Linked DNA regions of Mus musculus: all the other regions are linked to region 2. The links are chromatin contacts, called in public Hi-C, HiChIP or PLAC-seq and promoter capture Hi-C maps. All regions are on one chromosome and are shown on one strand. Each heading gives the region's core, a stretch centred on a gene start, on an enhancer-like site or on the middle of the called end of the contact. The rest is flanking DNA. Distances are from core to core; before and after follow the strand shown. Region 1 holds the start of Crat (carnitine acetyltransferase). Region 2 holds the start of Nup214 (nucleoporin 214). Region 3 holds the start of Ntmt1 (N-terminal Xaa-Pro-Lys N-methyltransferase 1). Region 4 holds the start of Dolpp1 (dolichyl pyrophosphate phosphatase 1). Region 5 overlaps Gm31585 (a long non-coding RNA gene). Region 6 holds the start of Ier5l (immediate early response 5-like). Region 7 holds the start of Garnl3 (GTPase activating RANGAP domain-like 3).

Region 1 (2,925 bases), core at 320-2,819, 1.6 Mb before region 2:
GGTAAGAGGAGACTGGGAGCTCTCTCCTGTCTTCTTTAGATGGGCCCAGTGCCAGGGAGGCAAGCCAAGAGAGGTATTAAAAAATCCACCTGTCAAAATCTTCATAGATCTTTTTGATGTGGGAAAACTTGGCTGGAGGGTGGAAACAGGCTGGCCGCTAACCTGTGGCCCTGAAATCAGCCCTGCTTGGGAATGGTGCAAGACAGGAGATGCCAGGGAAGGGCCACTAGTGGACAACCAACGATTGCCACACACCTGCCCAGCTGTTTCCCTTCCAGACCTCAGGGCCTTGGTGGCCACCCCTCTTTTGGTGGTTTGTTTGTTTTTTCTAAATGAGTTCTGGATCATCCAGGTTGGGATCAATAGTGGGGGAAATACACTTTTGTGCTTCTGCTGTGAGTAATAAGCCAAAAGACCCCATTTGGGCTCAGTTTATTAGCACAACCATGGGATTTGATTGTCTCCTTGTTTCAGTCTCCCTAGCATTAAAATGCTTATGCAGTAAGGTGGTCCCAGAGGGTGACGGAAGGCGGGACGACTTGGAGGAGGGTCTCAGGTGCTGCCAGGACTCTTAGTAGAATCTCAGTCTTAGCTGCCAACCCAGTGTCTGACAGGGCAGTCCAGTTCACAGCTGGATAGACAGCCTGAATCAGAGAGGACAGGAGCTCACCATTAGGATAGCTGCTTTAGATAAGGATGGTGAGGGGCAGCCTGCCACCTCCTGCCTCCTCCTGCCTGTTTGGGGGATTTTCAGTACTAGTCTCCACCTGAGGTTCTCTTAGCAATATGCAATGGGGAGGGTGGGCATCTGATGAACTCAAGGAGACTGGGTAGGCTTGGAGAAGTGGCTCTAGTCGGGCAGAAGCATAGCCTAGGGCTGAGCTCTCTAACCAGTAGCCCCGACAGGTGTCTGAGTCCGAATAACTGGGAGCATTAGGGAGGAGTGGAGTGGAAAGGTACAAAAGACTTGAACCTAGGTTTCTCAGTCTTCTTCTGGGATCGAACCCACCCCTTACCTGGTCTCCTTTATCCACCTTGCAGATCGCACCCTACCAGCCGGTCTGGGGTTTTCTTGACCGTTGCTGGAGGCCCGCCCGTCTTGTCCCGTCCATGGCCCTGCTGGGCGAACTCACCACGGTTCTGGCAGCAAAGGCTAACATCGTCCCAGTCTGTTTGCGGACACTTGGTCCGCTCCGCCCCTCGCGCTGGGTAAAGACTGCGCCACTGCTGGGGTGCTGGGGTCAGTGGGTTCGCGGCTCCGGTTCTAGGTTCAAGGTCGCCGAGTCACTGCCGCTAGCCAGTAGAGGCGGCCCCGCGGCCACCGGGCCCGGCGGGCTGCCGGTGGGGCAGGACTCACGGGGCGGAGCTTTGGTGGCTCGCAGTCCCCGGCCGCTCGCCCCGATCTCGGGGTGGGCCCAAGCCGGGGAGTGGCCGCAGAGGGCGGGGCTTGCGGAGACGGACCTCTAGCTCAGCTGTTAGCAGCCCGGCGCTGGGCTCCCGTCACGGGGTCACAACGGTAGGCGCTGTCCCGCTCGTGCTCTCCGCCTCCGAAAGCCACCTTAGCTGTCGAGGCGGTCACGTGCGTTCAAGTCTGACTGGTGTCCTTGAACGTCACTCTAGGAATGGCAGGAGAACACAACTGTTGACTGGGGACTGTCTCAGATTGCTTGGGTGGAGGCATGCACAAAGAAGATGACAGGTGGCCTTGCTCCGCAAGAATACTGCTGCCATACCTATTCCCTCCATCACCCCTCACCAAAACAAACAAACAAACAAACAAACAAGCAAACAGAACCCGACGCCCCGCACAAACATGGCTGCCAGCGCCGCAGTTGGCTTGCAGGCGGCAGCCGTTAGTGCGCATGCTCCTCGGCGCCCCGCACCAAGATGGCCGCTGCCTCGGTCGGCGCGGCCGCCGCGAGACGGCCGTTGGTGGGCATGCTCCCTGAGTGCCTCGCACCGGCATGGCTGCCGCCTTCGCGCGAGTGACTGTAATTCTCGGCTTCCGGTCCTAGCCAGTCAGCGCTCATTTCCCTGCTGGAAGCTTGGCGGAGCCGGGGAGAGCTGCGGGGTGAACATTGAGAGGGACCGGCGAGCATCCGCTCCGGCTCCTCACGGAGAAGATGGCCGAGGGCGAGCGGCAGCCGCCGCCAGGTAGGGCGGTTGGAGGGCCCGGGCGTGCGGGTGGGAAAGGGGTGTGGCTCGGGGGGTCTCCCGAGTCTGAGGAGCTCTGGGGACGGAGGAGGCAGGGCTGACGGCCTGGGCTGCAGGCGGGTGGCGGTGAGGGCGACCCGGCCAGGGCGGGCGGGCAGAGCGCGGTCAGGGGAAAGGCTCTGGACCTGGGGGCAGAGTTGCCTGGGGTCGGGGCGAGAGGGATCCAGGAGGCTGCGTTCTTTATGAGACTCCGCTCGGGTGGACCTGGGCCTCGCTCGGACGCCAGGCTCCTTCATGCATGTCCTGCCCACCCTGCATGTCTTCCCTCCCTCCGTCCCTCCTTCCGTCCTGCAGGCTTGGCTCTGGGGGTTTCAGTATCTGCAGAGTTAATTGAGAGAAACTGCCCACGGTGTCTAAACCACTAATTTTAAGAGGCTGTTTGTACAAAATGAGAGGGTTGGTGGCATCGTCGTCTGTAACTTTTATTTACACTGTGGCCTCGTTGTGGTCCATCTCAAGTAACTAGGGCAGAGACAGAGGCCAGATGCTCCAGTAGAGACCCCCTTTCCTGGAGGAGGAGAAAGCAGTTTGCTGACTCCGTGTAGTTAAGAAGGACTGGAAAATTCTTACAGAGTGGCTAGGTTGGCTAAACTCAGCTCGTACTTTGATAGTGTTTGATGTACCTTCCACCACACTTCCTTTTTTGTGGTCCCAAAGAAAGTCTCAGGAGGAAGAAAATTTGAAAATCAAAAGAAGCACCATTTTTGTGGC
Region 2 (2,700 bases), core at 22-2,521:
TTCAAGTTGTGTCTGTTGGTTCCAGGGTTTTTAACCTCTCTAGTTAAGGGCTTAGCTTTCTTGGGACATCGGCTGCCTTATTTCTGAAAAAGACCAAATGTAACTGGTGTAACCAGCAGTTTGGGGATTGCCAAGTATGGCTTTGCCCTGTGACTCAAAAGATGTTTGTAAGGTAGATTTGGGTGAGTGCCATTATTGTGTGCATGTGTGTATGTATGGATGGGATGTGGTCTCCTGCAGACTGAAATAAACTAGAGCAATTTATCAGTGTCTTTGTGTTTCTTGGGGACAGCTCTGGGCTCAGTAAATTCAGAAGAGCTAGCTGACAACAGGTACCAAGTAAATGAGTGTGTCCTGGGTCTCCCATGTCCCAGACAGACAGTTGACGTCATCTGATTAAGCCCAAGACCCAGGTCTACTGTTAGCATTTTACAATGAATAGAGGCTTGCACACATGCAACTTGTTGAGAGACTGCATCTGACAGAATGTGCCCTCTGGAGCTGACCCACCAGCTCCAAGTTAGGAACCTCTTTTATAATTCTACTCCAGAAATGTCTTCAACATCAGTCAGTATACGCAGATCTGAATCTTAACCCTTCCTGGCTGAAAGCTATTGGATAATTTAACTGCTTTGTGTGGAATTCTCTTATTACATATTTTTTTCCAGACAGGGTCCCATGTAACTCAGGATATCTAGAGATTGCTATGTAGCCTAGGAAGACCTTGAATTCCTGACCCTCTAATCCCCAAAAGCTGAGATGATAGCCGCGCACCATTTGCGATGTGAAGTGGATATGGCTTATGATCTGAAACGATTGCCTTGAAAACAGTAAACAAAACCGATCTTTTGTCCCTTTTCCTCTCCGTTTTTAAAAGGGTTCTGCACCGGCACACAGTGCAGTCCACCCGCTAACCGAACCTCTCTGTCCGCTCTTCCCAGCAAAAAAGTTCCTAACTTCTCTAAGTCGGAAGCTTCTAAGAGCCCTGCAGGTAAGTGCTACCGGGAAGCATCGAGAGTCTCAGGAAGGCCGAGCGTGCCTCTCTCTAAGGAAGAAAATTAAATAGCGAGGCTGCGCACGCAGCATCCAAAGGAAGGCGGACTCCGGCCCGCGCCTCATGGCCACACCCACTGCGCGGAACCGGCCAATGGGGCCTTGTGGATTGGCAAGCGCGCGACTTCCGAGCAGCCCTCGACTGCCTCCGAGCACACTAAAAACCGGCCTGGGTGACGTCAGTCACGCGCGCCGGAAACGCGCATCTACCACGCGCCGCGGGCGCTGAGGGAAGGAAGTTGAGGCCTGAGCGGCCTGAGCTGTGTTTGAAAGGCCGCGGGTGGCAGCGGCAGCGCCAGCAGCAGCTACTTGAACACCCTGAAGGCGGCACGATGGGAGACGAGATGGATGCCATGATCCCTGAGCGGGAGATGAAGGTTAGAGCCTGGCCGGGGCCTCCCCGCCTGCGTAGTCCTGGAGTTGCCTTGGAGCCTCGCCTCTGCCGGCTGCTCCTGCAGTTCGCAGGGTCGCGATCGCTCGCCCCACAGAGCGTCCGCAGCTCTGCGTGTCGCGGGCCTGAGTTCCCTGCAAGTGCAGGTACCTGTCCTTGCGTGGGTTTGTCCACGCCTTCTGAGTTACCCCAGGTACTCTGATGGGCTGGTCGCCTTACTGGTGACAGCGATTCTTGTTTATTGAGTGAGACGTACTGTCGCCACCGTCGCTGCAGCCCTTACGACCAGCTTAGAAAGAGGAGCGCATTGAAGCCTTGAAAGCAAATGATCCAAAGTCACGTGGCAAAAGCCTTACATCTCTCTTACGATTTAGGCATGGTCTCTTGTAGCTCAAGGTGGCTTCTGGTCTTGGGCTCTTGTCTCTGCCTCCACCTCCCAAGTGGTGGGATTATTGGTGTGCATTACCACAGTTGGCTTAGACGCTCAGTTCTTATTAGCTCTCTATACTTGAGGGTGGTCCAAACTACCTAAAGTGGAGCCAAGAAACACTATCTGCCTTCAAAACCCCTAGTTAGTAGGAACAGGAAGTCAAGTTTGGCACTGGAAATCAGCTTGAACTCATGAGACTAAAGGAAAAGCAAGCGAACCCTAAGTGATCCCCATGCTACAACTTCTGGATACTGTGTTAATAGTTGGCTTATATACTCTGACAGAATGGAAAGGCAGGGGACCGTAGACAGTTGGAAATGAGTGAGTTGCAGGAAGGTGTTAGCCATTTGTGTGACCGGTGAGTCGCTAAAATGCACATGGGTCGAGTGCTCCATATCATGCTTAGAAACAGTGGCTCTTCCTTGAGTCAGCACATGTGCTGAGCCCGGTAATGGGCAAGCTTCATGTTCCTCAGATATGTTCGGGTAGAGAATTTAGAACCACAGGGCTAATAGCAGTATTTTAATTCCTGCCAAAAGCAGAAAGGAGAGGTTTGGGTTTTGGGTTTGTCTGTTGTGTTTGTTTTGTTTTGTTTTGTTTTGTTTCTTTTGTGTTGCTTCATCACACTGGCCCACCACAAAAAAAGCCACCAAGCCCCAGTGGTACAGTCATGACTATTAGGATGATAATATCAAAAAAGATAGATGATTTGTTTCTTTATGAATGGCCAGTGTGGCCTCATGGGGAAATTTGTGTGAACTTTTACCCACCGTATTCAACTGGGATTAAGAGTACTGCTCTTCCAGAGCTCCTGAGTCCAATTCCC
Region 3 (2,700 bases), core at 95-2,594, 1.2 Mb before region 2:
CACCTACTGTAATGCAGAGCCCAGGAGGCATGACAAGTATGTCTAACAGCCGGTGTGTCAGCCAACAGAGGTGAGCTTAAGGCAAAAATACTTATTATGATAACCTTCATTGCCTGCAAGCCCCACTAGACTCTAGCCTAAACTCGCAAATCCCACAAATTTAACCCTCAGAGTATTGTAGCTGAATCATTACATCCACCAGTTAGAAGAGGCAACTTAGAACTCCGAGGCGGTTAGAGGGGGTTTGCATGCAGCAAGCTCATCTTTCCTTCAAGACCCGGTGCAGATTGTCTGAGTGGATAGGGAAGGGCGGTCCTCAGGAGGGCAAACTTCTAGATTTCTGCTTTATTTGGCCTGGCAATCCTTACCTCTGTCAAAGCCTTTCTTTCCTGTTCTCTTTCCTGGGTTGATATATTATTTTAATATACTAGTGGGCATGGGTGGATTTGAGCAACAATGGCTTTTAATCCTCCTCCCCCCCCCCCCCCGACAGGGTTTCTCTGTATAGCCCTGGCTGTCCTGGAACTCACTTTGTAGACCAGGTTGGCCTCGAAATCCGCCTGCCTCTGCCTCCCGAGTGCTGAGATTAAAGGCGTGCGCCAACAACGCCCGGCTTAATTCTCCTTTTAGGGTGGAAAACTCTCATGATGTTGGTTTTTAAGAATCCAGCCTTGTGGCGCATGGAGGCGCGTGCCTGTAACCCCAGCAACCACGTCGATGATGCAGAAGGATCCTGAAGTTTACGGCCAGAACTCAGTTGGACTCTTGTCTTAAAAGAGCTACACCCTCAAGTGTGTGAGATATCAGCTGTGGATCCTTCATCATGAAGTCCCTGCGCGTAGGCAAAAAACTGGGTTAGGATCCCGAAGGAAAAGGCGATCTGGCCGAAGAATAGGGCGATCAAACCTTGGAGTGCGGCGATCTGGCCAGGGGGCGGGGTGAACTGGCCTCGGGGACAAGCGAGGTAGCGATGGGGAGGGGCGAATTGGCCGTGGGGCGGAACTAGCTGGTCTTGTGTTTGGGCGAGCTGGGCGTGGGGAGGGGCGAGTTAGTCGCGCGGAGAGAAGTTCTGGGCGTGTCGAGTGAGCAGGCCGTGGAGCGGGGTTGGCTGTGGGGGCGTGGAGAGGTGTGAGCAGGCCCTGGAGAGGGCGGAGTTGGCTGTGGGGGAGGGACGATCTGGACGTGAGCTGCCTGTGGGACGCGGCGATCTGGCCCTGGGGAGGGGCTATCTGTCTGTGGAGAGGGATGAGCTAGTCTTGGGGCGGAGTGAACTGGCCTCGGGGCGGAGCGATCTTGAGTCCAGCCCCCTCCAGGCTCGGGGAAGTGACGTGTGCGGACAAAGGCAGAGGCCGCGAGGTGTCTGGTCCGGTAGAGTGGTGGCGGCTGCTGTGGGCTACGGTCTTTGCCAGCCTCCTTCTCAACCCGTCCTTTTCTCTCGGGTCCCTGGAGCCCCGACCCAGGTAAGTATCGCGAGGGACGCGGCCAGGGAGGAGGGAGGTGCTCACCCCAACTGCCTGAAGCGGTGAGGCCCCGTCGTCAAGTGACCTGGGCCTGGCCCTGGCCCACGTGCACGTCCCATGGAGGTTCACCGATCAGACCTGGGCAGGGACTCTGGTGACCACGGATTGGGTTGGAGGAAGCCACGTTGGTGGAGGCTGGCAAGACGTATCTTCACTCGCGCCCGTACATCACTTTCCAGTCCTCAGTTTCCCCTCTGAGATAAGGAAAGCAGCCACTGCAAGGTTGGTGTGTGGAATCGGCGCCGTGCTTGGCTCAAGTCCTCGCAGTTAAGTGCTTGGTTGCACGGGTTGCCATCACGTTTAACTGCCTCCAGCTCTGGCCAACATCGTTACTGTCATGAGCCCTTGAGGCCAAGGTCAGCCTCTCTTCTGCAAGGCTGCCTGCCATCTTTTCCAGATGCTCCAGGCTTTGCTGCTCCACCAACTGTGTGATCATTTTGGTCTTTAATCCTTTTGATAAGGGCCTAGGACAGGTGCTGTAACTGATGACAATGATGTATGGGGTGGGGCACTCAGTGACTGGGGTCTAAGTGAGAAGCCTAAATCCTCTCCTAACTTTTGGTCCTTTCCCAAGTGCTGTTTTAAGGCACATCGTTTCCTTAAGCTGGCTTTCCTGTGTGTGTGCTTGTGTGTGTGTTGGGGGGAGGGGGGATGCTTTCCTGAAGGCCAGAGCCACATAATCAAAAGGTCAGAGTCTGCAGGTGTGTGGTTCTGGGTGTACCCGGAGCTTGTGTTTGCATCTTCTGGACTGACCAAAGGCCACATGATCTCATAGGTGGGCTCCAGCTTTACCAGGGTCTGTGTGATTTGGAGGTTTTAACACGTTTTCCTTACTTGATCTTTTTAACTATGTTTGAACTAGGCAGAGGTGGCACACGCCTCTAATCCCAGCATCCAGGAGGCAGAGGCAGGTGGATCTCTGGGTTTGAGGCCAACCTGGTCTACAGAATGAGTTCTAGGACAGTCAAGGCTACACAGAGAAACCCTATTTCAAAAACCAGACAGAAAGACAGAGAGAAAAATTGTGTTTTAAGATTTTTTTTAAAGATTTATTTATTGCCGGGCAGTGGTGCTGCACACCTTTAATCCCAGCACTTGGGAGGCAGAGGCAGGCGGATTTCTGAGTTCAAGGCCAGCCTGGTCTACAGAGTGAGTTCCAGGACAGCCAGGGCTACACAGA
Region 4 (2,838 bases), core at 323-2,822, 1.6 Mb before region 2:
CCCCACAAGAAGTCCAGCTTTTCTTCCTGCTGGAGACTCGCCCCAATAACTCCCACACATTTTCAGTTCTTCATCTTGTCACTTCCTTAGGGATGCTCTCTCTGTGTTTCTGGGACTCTGAAGAAGGGCAAGGCAGCCTGACCTTCCATGGGTGCCCTCTCTCTCAGAGAACTATTCTAGGAAGCTCATGACCACGTCTCACACCTCTTTCTTTCAAAGGCTAATAATGACTTTGCCTGAGAGAGAGAGCTAAGGGCAGGTGACTAGGAGGTGGGCCCAGCTGGATAAGTTCAGGCTGGGTAGGGAGACGGAAGACAAGCTGAACACCACTGGGGGATTCTGAGTCCCCAGCCTACTTAGAGTAACCTACAATTCTGGCTTCCACGGGCTGCCAGACTAAGCCACTGTAGCTAGTGACCTCAGAACATAGAATATGGAGGGCCAAGGCTCCAACCTAGACCTACTGGGTACCCCCAGGTCTAAGGCAGACCCGGAACCTGCTTTTATTTTTATTTTTTTACTGTACATGCTCTGGGCCTTAGTCAGAGGTCAGAGAACCGTTGCATACTGGCAGAGGCAGACAAGGAAATAATTACAGTCAAGTGTAGCCAGAGATGAGGTAGGCAAAGGAGGTGCAATTGTGGGAGACCACTGGAACTCCCCCACCCCCTTTCTGAGGTAGCCCAGACTGGCTTCCAACTCACAGAGATCCCCCTGCTTCTGTGGAGGCCCTTCTCTTAATTTTCAGAACCTGAAGCTATGAACTGACAAGTCAGCCTGGGCCAGGCAAATGGGGCAGGAGTGTGTGTGCCCATTCCTTGCAGAGAAATTTGAGGAATTGGAATCTGGCCTAGACAGTAAGTAGGTCTGTCTGGAGAGAGTTGGTTCAGAAAGGGGACGTGGGTGGGAGGTGTGGCTGTTTCTTCAAGAATGTTTCTTCAAGAATGGGGAAACAGAGAAGGGTAGATGGAACATCTGGATTATACTGAAAATGGTCCCAAGTGGCCTCACTACGCTACGGCGTAATTGAAACGTATAGCATCCCATCTAAGATATCTACAATATGTGCTACATCCCAGAAGTGAGGACCAATAATTTTTTTTTAACAGAAAAGTTCCTTTGCGGAACTGCACCTCTTGTCTGTCAGTAAAGGGCAATAAAAAACTGCACTAGGTCTTTGACTTCAGTTTACATTTATGGACAGGAAGCCAGAACCTGGAGGACGAGGCAGAATGATGCTGGGGCAAGCCTAGCCTTCATAGTGAGGAACACATTTTTGTTTTCCAAATGGGTCGGTTGAGACCCGGTGGTGCTGAGGCTGCTCCTCCACTGCGCTCTGGGTTCTCAGGAGCTTTAACTCTGGGCGCAGGTGCCAGCCTAACCAAAGCTCCCACCAAAGTACAACACGCCCCCCGAGATAGCGCCTGATTGGCTCGCCCTTCCCACACGCCGAGCTAAGCTTACCTTTTGATTGGCTGTTCTGCGCTCTGTCCTGCGCTGCGAGTGCTCCATTCTCTTGATTGGTTAGTCAACTACCTGAACTCGCACGGGATTGGACACTGGCAAAGCTGCGCGAGTCCCCGCTCTCTGATTCGCCGCACGGGCCAGCCTCACGACCTGCACACTGAATGGCTGCGCCACTACCTGCAATCGGCCTCGGATTGGGTGCGTGGCGTCTCCCCGGCGTGATAGGTCAGGACCACCGCCCCCCTTGCTCCCCATTGGCTGCTCTGCGAAGCCCGGTCTCCGGGTAAGATGGCAGCGGACGGACAGTGCTCGCTCCCCGCTTCATGGCGGCCAGTGACCCTCACCCACGTCGAATACCCTGCAGGTAAGAGCCTGCCCCGGCTCCGAGGACGTTCTCCTCGAGCTGCCGCCACAGCCCCGGGCGTTCCGGGCCGCGCGGACCGCCTTCGGGGCGCCTTGGAACCGCGGTGGGAACTGTCAAACAGCGAGCCTTGGAGGGGCTCGGCCGGCGCGCGCGCCGCGCAGGCGCAGTGAGGCGGCGATGAGCAGGGAGAAATTGCGAGCGGCTCGCTCGTGTGCTCTGCGGCTGCGCGGCCGAGTCGCTCTCCGGGGTCCCGGGGTGCTGGTGGGCTGTCCTGGGCCGGGGGAGGGTCTGGATAGGGCGGGCGAGGATCTGGGCCTGGACTTTGTCCCTTGTGCCCCGCCCTCCCCCGAGCCAGAGAGGCCGCACTCCTGCTCGGCTGTGCAGGGAGTGACAGTTTCCTTCACTACGCTGCGGGCTGCTCACTGGAGAAAGCTCCCAGTTGCAGGGAGTGTGCAAACCCAGGCCAGGTTTGGGAGAATTTGCGGCGCCACGCCCTGAGCAGCGCGGCAGAGGCCAGCCGCCAAGGGGGCATGCAGCCCCTGGGAGCCTGACTTGTAAGAGCTTCCATCTGACACGCCTCTGGGAGTGCCCGCCTCTCTGGTGGGAAGGTCCATTAGCCATGGTTCTGAAGTTCCGGCTCGGCTCCATAGAGTGGAGCGGAGCGGAGCTTAGGCCTTGGGGTGAGACGTTTCCGGGCTCCAGGGTAGGCACCACCCCTCCAGTCACTTCATCTTAAGTGGCTCCAAGTACAGTGTCTCCTTTCTGTAATGGTGTGTGACTCAAATGACCACAGGCCTAAGAGGTGCTGGGCACAGAGCCTGGCCCACAGTGGACACCCAGTAAATACCTGTAGTTTATCTCTCTAGCTTGCCAGCACCCTCCCTGGATAAATGTTTGTTGCTGAGCAGCCGGGGCCCCCTTGCTGGCCTCTGGTTGTCCAGGAAGGGCCTGTCCTCTTGGGTAGAGGGCCTGAGAACTTGGGTCTGCTGAGAACACAGGGCCACAGG
Region 5 (2,700 bases), core at 10-2,509, 1.4 Mb before region 2:
GTGTGTGTGTTAGCACTGTGTTCTTTCTGCAGTCACTCTGTCTGTTTCTCCCTCTCTCTCGTGTGTGTCTGTGTGTGTGTGTTAGCAGTGGGTTCTTTCTGCAGTCTCTGTTTCTGTCTCTTCCACCCCCCCACCTATCTCCCCCCCCCTCTCTCTCTCTCTTTCTCTCGTGTGTGTGTCTGTGTGTGTCTCTGTGTGTGTATGTGTGTGTGTGTTAGCAGTGGGTTCTTTCTGCAGTCTCTTTCTGTTTCTGTCCCCCCCCCTTGTATGTGTGTGTTAGCAGTGGGTTCTTTCTGCAGTCTCTTTCTATTTCTGTTCCCCCCCCCCCGTGTGTGTGTGTGTGTGTGTGTGTGTGTGTGTGTGTGTGTGTGTGTAAGGGTCAGCCTCCTTACCTTTCTCCAAGCAGAGAGCCCACCCCCTGACTACCTTCCTGATCTTTGGCCCTGCTTGCTCTTCAGTTACCTGCTTTCCCATCTCAGAGTCCCTCAGTCACTCGGATGAACTAGAAGAAACCCCCGGCTCAAAGGCTGGTGAGCTGCCTCTGTTCCTCTCTGCTGTGAAACAAGCCATCTGTGTGCCCCAGGGGTTACGCTTGGGACATTGTTCTGCTAACCAGTTCACCTCTCCAGCTCCCCCCACCCACTTAGAAGCCTCTTTCTCTTCCAAGTCTTTCTCCCACGATGCCTGCCTGAGGTGGTGCCTGCACACTTCAGGTCTCCTCTGACCATAGGCCAGCACTCTAAAGTATTCCTGCAGCCTCTTCTACCTACAAGGAAAGCCAAAATGGCGCTGGGCCACACACAAACCCTGATCTGCCCACCCGCTGGTCTCCCCCAGACCCTTCCCTCTCCTACCCTTTCCCTTTGCGTCCTGTTTCCTGTATATTCCACGGTGTTTGTCACCTCCTGGCCTTTGCCCGGTGGTTCCACTCTGGATCTTTCTGTCTGTCCGCCTTCATTCATGTCCCCAGGAAGCTTGACTGACCCTTCCCAAGCACCTGAATGTACTTATTGTTTATTAGTCTGGCAGAGCACAGAGGCCTTGCCTGTCCCCTCTTGTCCCTCACAGTCTTGTGTCTTGTTTGGCCACAGAGCTAGCCATGAGCTGGTCCCAGAGTCATGGTGAACCCTGTGAATTTCTACTGAAGCTCAAGGACTTGGTCTAGGGATGCTGACGAGACCCACGGCCAGGACACACAAGATGCCAGAATGACAGCCGTGACGTGACATCGCTAGCAGCCGCTGACACCGGAAGCTGTTGACACGGGATGCCGCTGGCACCGGAAGCTGCTTGGTAGCATCTCCAAGCTTGCTTTACATAAGCTCTCAGAATGGCTGGGGAATCCAGCTCTCACCTGCTCCCCACTTTATGGATGAGAACCTTGGACTCTTCAAGTTGACCATACCTGCCTTTTGACTAGAGTGGAGGCCAGGGAAGTTTCTCATGCTTCCTGCTTGGAGGGGGCGGGGGCGGGCGGGGGTGGGGGCGGGGGCGGGTGGGGGCAAGCCCCAGCTGTTGTTGAGGTGAGGCATGGTGACTCTTCCTGGAGGAGGCTGAGGCTGGTCAGGACTTGGGTGGGGCTGAGCAGGCTGCTGGGAAGCCGCTTCCTTCCGGACCCTTCCTGTTTCCTTTTCCTCACTGCTCAGCCAAGCGATTGTCTTGCTCAGCCCTCCCCGGGCCTGCCTGGGCAGGATGTGGAGGCAGGAGGTTCTGTTTTCAAAAAGTCAAGTGTGGATTAAACACCTTGAACTGCAGACTCAATGTGGCTCAAAGAGTAACTTTTGTGTTATGTGTATTTTACCAAAATAAAAAGAACTGAAGGGCTGACTAGATGGCTCAGTGGATAAAAGTGCTTGCTGCCAAGCCTGGGACCTGAATTCCGGCCCTGGAACACACATGGTGGAAGGAGAGAAACCATTCCTGCTTGTTGTCCTCTGGCCTCTCCACAGGGACTGTGGTATGACGTGTGCTCTCCTCTCCAGATACATTTTAATGATTGTAATTTTTTTTTTTCTTTTGGGACAGAGTTTCACTGTGTAGCCCTGGCTGTCCTGGAACTCACTCTGTAGACCAGGCTGGCCTAGAACTCAGAGATCCGCCTGCCTCTGCACCCCAAGCACTGGGATTAAAGGTGTTTGCTACAACACCTGGCTATGATTATAAAATTTTAACATCAAATTGTCAAAAGAAAGGGAAGTGGCTCATGTCCCCGAATGTGAGGCTCTGTACCTGTGAAGCAGTCACCGCCCCTTGCCCTTCCCCATGCCTGACATTTCATTCTCTTCTGGAACTGATGACAGGTGTGAAGAGCTGATGGGCTGGCAGTCCCATAAGGGGTGCTCCTGGCTCTAAGGACCCATGGCAGGGGGACTAGGAGTTTGGCTCCTAGATGAGTCCCCCCTCCTCAGTGCTTGCAGCCTTGAGAGTCACAGGTTGTTTCCTGTCCCTGGCTTTCCTCTTCCAGCAACCATGATTTGTGGAGATGTCTTTCCCAGTGGGTGGGAGTCCTCTGCTGGCACAGTCCACTATGCCGCACTTTGACTATCATGACAAACAGACTCTTCTGTTTTCAAGATTTGTTTCTGTTTTACGAGTGTGTGATTGCATGTATGTCTGTGTATCATATGGATGCCTGGTGCCCTCAGAGGCCAGAAGAGGGCATCAGATCCCCTGGAACTGTAGTTCCAGGTCGTTCTGAGC
Region 6 (2,700 bases), core at 47-2,546, 1.5 Mb before region 2:
ACCAGCCCCGAGAAGCCCGAGCCAAAGATGGAGATCAAGTTTGAGATGTTGGACGCGTCCGGGGACGAGTCCGGGCAGAAGTCCTCGAAGCGGGCGCGCTTACAGGGGGCGAATGGGGTACCCCCGGGGGGCTCGGCTCCCAGGTCGCCCGCGTCCTCTTCGTCGTCCTCTTCCTCCTGGCCAGGGTAATACTTGCGCTTGCAACCAGCGGCGGACGCCAGACCGGGTCCCGGAGCGCCCTGGCCACAGCAGGGGCAGTGGGCGGAGGCGCAGCAGTCCTGGTGCAAGTAGCCGTTTTCTACCGTGGTCACCACGTGAGTGTCCAGGTCCAGCACGGTGGTCTGGCTGCTGCAGTGCACGCCGAAGTCCGAGGGGGCCGGGTACGCGCCCCGGTAGAAGCCAGTGGATGAGGAAGGGGCTGTAGAGGCGGGCGGAGAGGAGGCAGCGACGGTCGAAGGGGCAGCCCCCGGAAGCACCGAGGGCGCAGAGCAAGCGGCCGGGACGCGAGGGTCCCGCGGGCAGAGCGCGGCGGGCGCGGGCGGCGGCAGCGGCGCGGGACCCGGCTGCAGCGGCTCCAAGTGCTGCCCGCGGTGGGGCGCGCCGTGCGGCGGCTGGAGCGCAGCGCACCCGGGCAGCTCCGAGAGCGCCCCCGCGCAGCCCGCGGGCGCCCCGGCCACCGCCACCGGCGCCGCCGCCGTGCAGCCCCTGGGCGCCGGGTGTTGGTGTTGGTGCAGCTGCTGCTGGAGGTGCAGCTGGTGAAGCTGGTGGAGCTGGTGCAGCTGGTGCCGGGCAACCGGCTCGCGCGCCTCCGCGTCCCCGCCGCCGCCAAGTTGGAGCGGGCCGAAGTCGGCCGCGCTGGCCGGCATTCCGGGCGCCGCGTAAGCGAGGTGCTGGTGCTGGTGGTGGGGCGGCTGCTGTTGCTGCTGCTGCTGCTGGCGCCGGTAGAGCTCGGCGTAACGCTCGCTCAGGTAGAGCTGGCGCGCGTTGCGGAGCACGTAGGACACCAGGAGGTTCTTGTGCAGCTTGATGCCGCCGCGCTGGGTCCGGGAGCTGTGGATCTTGCGCAGGGAGATGCTGATCAGGCTCTGGGCGTCCAGGGCGCACTCCATGCTCCCGCGGAGACGCGGGCGGCGGAGCAGCCGCCTCTGGTGCTGCGAATGCTGCTCCTTGCGTGTGTCTCCAGTTGGTCGCCCGGGCGAGCCAGGCACAGGGAACCGAGCCCGGGTCGGCGGGTCGGCGACACTCCGAGAGAAGTCGCCACCATGCGTTGCGCGCCACCCGCAGGCTCACGCTCCCCAGACGGCGCCAAAGCAATGAGCCTCCGCCGGCCCCGGCCCCAACTATTTAGCTGGGCAGCAGCGCCCCGCCCCACTGTAGATTAGCCAATAGAAGCGTGTAGAGCCTTCCGACTGACAGCCACTGCCCTCCCCGGGACCACTTGACTGGCCAATCAGACCAAGGCGGTTCCTTTGTGCTATTCAAATAACGAACGGACCCCGGGCCTCCAACGCCGCCGTTGCCTCGAATGTTCTCCTGGGGCCGCGGCACCTCGTGGGACTAGGAGCCTCCGAGGTAGTCTCTCTCAGCTTTGGGTCGCCTCTTGGGAGCCACGTCGAAATTCGTAGCTTTCCTGGACGTGGCTCCTGCGAGCTGGGGGTCGGCTCACCTGAGCGCAGCGGAGATGGCTCCGCCCCCTTCCGCATGGTTGGGCCTCACCTGCGGCAGGTGCGCGCGGTTCCCCCGCTTCGAGCCACGCGGCGCCTCCTCTTTTCCACCTGCCACGGCCGGGGGCAACCTGGGCGAGCTGAGCCTTCTTCCAAGAAAAGCTGAGTGGGGGGCGCACCTGAGAACTAGAGTGCTGTCTTGGAAGAGAGGGTTTGGGGCCTGATTACCTGATGTGTTAGCCCAGGGGCCTCTGGGAATGGTCACGGAAGGGCCTCTCTTTCTGTTTGACTCAAATCCCAGTGATTTTTGATCTCTAGTAGAGAAGCTTTGTGATCGTGAGACTGCCTGGGTGGGGGGTGGGGGTGGGGGTTTGGGCTATGAACCCGCCCCAAGCTTCCTCCTCTTTTGGGAGACCTCTTCTTTCCTGACTTAATATCAATGACAATAGAAGCCCTAAGTGCCTAGCTTGGATCTCTTACCAGAAAAGTCTGAATTTCTCCCTTTAAGGTTCTTGGAGGCCAAGCTTGAGACCGCTTGAGTGGAGCAACCTGTTAAGTTTTGGTCCTTACCCTGAGCCCCAGGAGTACCCAGGCCAAGGACTTCTCCACTTTTAGATTCTTATTCTGAGTTATCTACTGACCAATTGAGGACAGAGAGCAGAAAAGAGAGAAGATGCCTGAGAGTCCCCTTGTACTGAGAAGCTTAAAGAGAGTAAGAGGGCAAGGGTGGGTGTGGGGGGCCCAAGATGCCAGCCGCAAGCCTCATCCACCGCGTTTAAGGTTCCTTTTAGTACTTAGGTCAGAAAATTGGCCCAGGCAGAGTCCAGGGCTGGGCCCTTGAGTGGGACTGGGGGATGGGGGGGGGGGAGTGGGGCTCTTCTGAAACCCTCTGTCTTTGGACCCTCTCAGCAACTCTGCCCCTTGGCCAATGTCTCAAGAAAACCACTCACCAATTGTTTCTGTAAGTGGTGGCAAGTGTCAAAAGCGGGGGACAGTTTGCTCAGGTTTTCAGATGAGGAGGCGTAGTCACTAGCTC
Region 7 (2,868 bases), core at 63-2,562, 1.2 Mb after region 2:
GAGGAGTGCCCAAGCCCTTCAGGCTCTGTGATGGGCCAGGCTTGAGGCAGCTGTGGTGATGGGGAAGAGGCTAGGGCAGCGGCTAGAGCAGCCTTGATATCTGTCCTTACCACACAGCATCAGAACTGCTGGAGCAGTGTGTCAAGGACTGAGTCTGAGAAAGGCCAATTAAGGGCATCACACCTTCCTTTAAGGATCTTGGCTGGTTTGCTTTGTGCCTTAGCAAATGAACTCTCTTTTCCACCTCAGTGGAGGTTAGAGTCCTACATCTTTTTTCTCTTCCTCGTCCCTACCCATGCTATGGCAATTAAAAACTCAGGGGTGCAGGCAGCAGTAGGCTAGGAGGAAGGGGGTTGGCTTCAGGATACCCTCCCTAAGGCCATTATTACAGAATACTGATGAAAATCTGGCCCAGATGGTGGTGCTGGAGTCATTCTGAAAGGAATGAGTCCACCTGGAAGCAGGACCCATTTCAAGTTACAAGGAATTCCTTGGAGGTGGGAGTAAGCCGGGGATAGGCATGGGCAAGAGCCGCAAAGGGAAGGGCGTGTCCGGCAGCAGCCAAGCTTCACCTACGGCCAGGCTGGTTCCTCAGGAGGGCGCCAGTTAAGGAAGGTAAGTCCGGGAGGGGCACGGACAACCTGGGAAAGAGAAAGGACCTAGGAACTATGCAGGGTGCCCCCCACCCCAACCACAGATGGGCGGGGCCATAGGCAGCAGGTGGCCAGGCACTTGGGGTGCGAGGATGGATTATAGAAAGCAAGAGAAGCCTAAAGGGTGTCCTTTTGGGGGCTTAGGGGTTCCGACCTTGTCCTTGAGCATTTAGAAGCAGGCAGGTCGCGTTCTCCACAGCCCAAGACCTCCCTGAGCCGTAGTGTGCAGGGCCTGTCACAGGGCCGAGGCTTCGGACGTCCACATCATCTGCCGGCCGGACACAGGTCTCTAGCCCTCCCGCTGGGCACTCCCTCAGCGTGGCCCGGCCGCTCTACTGGGCTCTGCGCCGACTCCCTCCCACGCCGCGGCCTCGCCACACTCTGTCCCCTCACACCGCCAACCCCCACGTGGCCTACTCCCCTCTCCCACCCCTAGAGGCTGCACCCCTCCGGGGCAACGGTACCTGGGACTCTCAAAGCTGCACCCCCTGCGCCGCAGCGCCGCCCTCTTCTGCCGCAGGAGCGCAGCGGCAGCCCCGCCGGGTTCCTGCTCCATCGCCCCGGGCGGGGGCCGACGGCTCGGGCACACTCGGGTGGGCTCGGGCCTCGGCGGTGTTCGGCCGGACGCTCAGCTAGCGCGCCGCAGCCCACGCCCCGCCCCGCACCCCTCACCGGACCCAAGCCCCGCCTCTGTCCCGCCCCAAACTCCAGCCCAGCCTGGGACCTCAGGCCCCGCCCCGAACTCCAGCCTAACCACGCCCTCAGACTATTCGCGGGGTCCAAGCCCCGCCCCTACTCTAATCAGGTCCCTTGAACACGCCTGAGGCTTTAGGCCCCGCCCCTACTCTAACGGCCTAACCACGCCTCTGGCTTTAGGCCTCACCTCTGCCCCGCCCCCATTCTAGCAGGTACGCCTCTTCCGAACCTCTGGCTTTAAGCCCTGCCCCTAGCCTAGCGAAGTTTGCCTCATCTCTCCGGAGCTAGTCTCCGGAACCTCCCTGATCTCCTACCGAATCCACTCCCTTTGGTCCTTTTTGAGGCCTTGGCCCTCCCCCTGCCTCGCCCCTAATCTAGAAGATCCTCCCTCACCACTCAGCTGGGTTTAGGCCCCGCCCCCTCACCGCCCCAACCCAGTCTATTTGAATTAGGTTCAGGTCCCGCCCCTGTCCGCCTTTGCCCCGCCCCAATCACGCAGATCTCCTCTCAGCTCTGCTCAGGCTCCACCCGTGCCCCGCCCCAAGTACCAAGCCTTACCTATCAGTGGGCTCAGGCCCCACCCCAAACCCTTATCCAGTCAGTCCCTTTGCCCTTCAGCTTTGCCAAGGGCCCGCCCCATCTCTTAGCCAAACCCACCTCACTCCCTAGTCTGGGCACAGGCCACGCCCCGAGCTAACGATCTCCGTTTCTCCGGCCCTTCTCAGACCAGTGCAGGCCCCACCCTGCCTCTACACCAGCTCCAGCCACGCCCCTCCTGAACTGGCCTCACCAAGATCTTCTACCCGCGCTCCCTCCGTTCTTCTGTGTAGCGCACGCAGGCTCCCAATGCCCACTGGATCCTCAACTTCGTCGGGTCCACGGCCCATCACTCCCGCTCCTTACCATTCCCACAGATCTAGGCCCTTCCCACCTACCCCTCCAGCACAGAGCGCTCTATCGGCCCGCCGCTCCACAGCTCCGATTGCTGGATTCTCTGCTGACCCTCCTCACCTCAGCACCTCTTGGTCCTTTCTATCGTAGCACCGCCTTCTTTTGGGGGCCGCCTTTCTCCACATCCCGCCCACAGGCATGGCCCCCAACCCCGGAGCTCCGCCTCTTTTCTCTTGAAGCTGAGGTCTGTACTTAGAGCAATTTTGTTCTCTCGTCCCTTGGCTATTCCACCCCAAGAGCCCTCTAGCTTCCCCGCCTACAAGTCCCGCCTATCTAGCCCCGCCCATGTCGCCTCTTTCTCACTTCAGGAGTGCCTGGATGGTGCGGGTCTTCCTGCCTGAACTGGGGTCCACCATGAGGTTTGCGCTACCTCAGGATCTAACCAGTCAGCAAAAGGAGGTACTACTGTCTCCTGGTGGCTGTTTGTGGTCTGACACAGTGAGGCTGAGGGGAGCTTTGGTTGTCTACCAGTTGTGGGTTCAGGTTTTCATTCATAACCTTCCAATTTTGTGACAGCTCTAACCTCCACCCCTCATTTCCTCCCCGAGTCGGATGCATCATCTGAGTT

The links. Promoter capture Hi-C pulls out the DNA fragments that hold promoters and counts their contacts. Hi-C and Micro-C count contacts between places; a contact is called where the count stands out from the background. HiChIP or PLAC-seq counts read pairs in DNA pulled down with a chosen protein or histone mark. Capture Hi-C pulls out chosen DNA fragments and counts their contacts.
Region 1: a contact with region 2 is called in a promoter capture Hi-C map of neutrophils, with 3 times the contacts expected there. The contact joins the promoter of Crat here to the promoter of Nup214 in region 2. A contact is called at or near these places in 4 of 39 promoter capture datasets (liver, neutrophils, pre-B cells and 1 more), 1 of 115 datasets of contacts at active chromatin or transcription factors (embryonic forebrain) and 1 of 9 other capture datasets (liver).
Region 3: a contact with region 2 is called in a promoter capture Hi-C map of liver, with 5 times the contacts expected there. The contact joins the promoter of Ntmt1 here to the promoter of Nup214 in region 2. A contact is called at or near these places in 2 of 39 promoter capture datasets (liver and pre-B cells).
Region 4: an H3K4me3 HiChIP or PLAC-seq map of embryonic forebrain shows a contact between it and region 2, with 6 times the contacts expected there. The contact joins the promoter of Dolpp1 here to the promoter of Nup214 in region 2. A contact is called at or near these places in 3 of 39 promoter capture datasets (cranial neural crest, liver and pre-B cells) and 2 of 115 datasets of contacts at active chromatin or transcription factors (astrocytes and embryonic forebrain).
Region 5: a Hi-C map of B cells shows a contact between it and region 2, with 6 read pairs. The contact joins the enhancer-like site here to the promoter of Nup214 in region 2. A contact is called at or near these places in 3 of 39 promoter capture datasets (the C10 cell line and liver) and 1 of 484 Hi-C or Micro-C datasets (B cells).
Region 6: a contact with region 2 is called in a promoter capture Hi-C map of liver, with 4 times the contacts expected there. The contact joins the promoter of Ier5l here to the promoter of Nup214 in region 2. A contact is called at or near these places in 4 of 39 promoter capture datasets (liver, neutrophils and pre-B cells) and 1 of 115 datasets of contacts at active chromatin or transcription factors (embryonic forebrain).
Region 7: a promoter capture Hi-C map of adipose tissue shows a contact between it and region 2, with 2.8 times the contacts expected there. The contact joins the promoter of Garnl3 here to the promoter of Nup214 in region 2. A contact is called at or near these places in 1 of 39 promoter capture datasets (pre-B cells) and 1 of 9 other capture datasets (adipose tissue).

The regions. Positions count from the first base shown.
Region 1 is chr2:30,414,179-30,417,103 of GRCm38.p6, forward strand. Crat (carnitine acetyltransferase) reads right to left here and starts at 1,570. Exons shown (of 14, transcript NM_007760.3): 1 at 1,134-1,570. The coding sequence starts at 1,160. It overlaps Ptpa (protein phosphatase 2 protein activator), which reads left to right and starts at 1,872. Exons shown (of 10, transcript NM_138748.5): 1 at 1,872-2,154. The coding sequence starts at 2,124.
Region 2 is chr2:31,973,179-31,975,878 of GRCm38.p6, forward strand. Nup214 (nucleoporin 214) reads left to right here and starts at 1,272. Exons shown (of 36, transcript NM_172268.2): 1 at 1,272-1,430. The coding sequence starts at 1,386. It overlaps Aif1l (allograft inflammatory factor 1-like), which reads left to right. Exons shown (of 6, transcript NM_145144.1): 6 at 1-264.
Region 3 is chr2:30,806,624-30,809,323 of GRCm38.p6, forward strand. It overlaps Ntmt1 (N-terminal Xaa-Pro-Lys N-methyltransferase 1), which reads left to right and starts at 1,345. Exons shown (of 4, transcript NM_170592.3): 1 at 1,345-1,460.
Region 4 is chr2:30,390,682-30,393,519 of GRCm38.p6, forward strand. It overlaps Dolpp1 (dolichyl pyrophosphate phosphatase 1), which reads left to right and starts at 1,573. Exons shown (of 8, transcript NM_020329.4): 1 at 1,573-1,831. The coding sequence starts at 1,756.
Region 5 is chr2:30,546,387-30,549,086 of GRCm38.p6, forward strand. Gm31585 (a long non-coding RNA gene) reads left to right here. Exons shown (of 3, transcript XR_374225.3): 2 at 459-530; 3 at 1,092-1,458. Among named protein-coding and RNA genes, the nearest start is that of Gm31585, 3.2 kb to the left of the region's middle. Within about 2 kb of position 1,260, at least 72 of the 459 cell types and tissues checked have an H3K27ac peak or open chromatin away from gene starts, as enhancers often do. A contact at or near this core is called in B cells, where this site is marked.
Region 6 is chr2:30,472,903-30,475,602 of GRCm38.p6, forward strand. Ier5l (immediate early response 5-like) reads right to left here and starts at 1,297. Exons shown (of 1, transcript NM_030244.3): 1 at 1-1,297. The coding sequence starts at 1,109. Gm31291 (a long non-coding RNA gene) reads left to right here and starts at 1,406. Exons shown (of 7, transcript XR_003954013.1): 1 at 1,406-1,572; 2 at 2,173-2,376.
Region 7 is chr2:33,129,307-33,132,174 of GRCm38.p6, forward strand. It overlaps Garnl3 (GTPase activating RANGAP domain-like 3), which reads right to left and starts at 1,313. Exons shown (of 30, transcript NM_001355200.1): 1 at 1,118-1,313. The coding sequence starts at 1,209.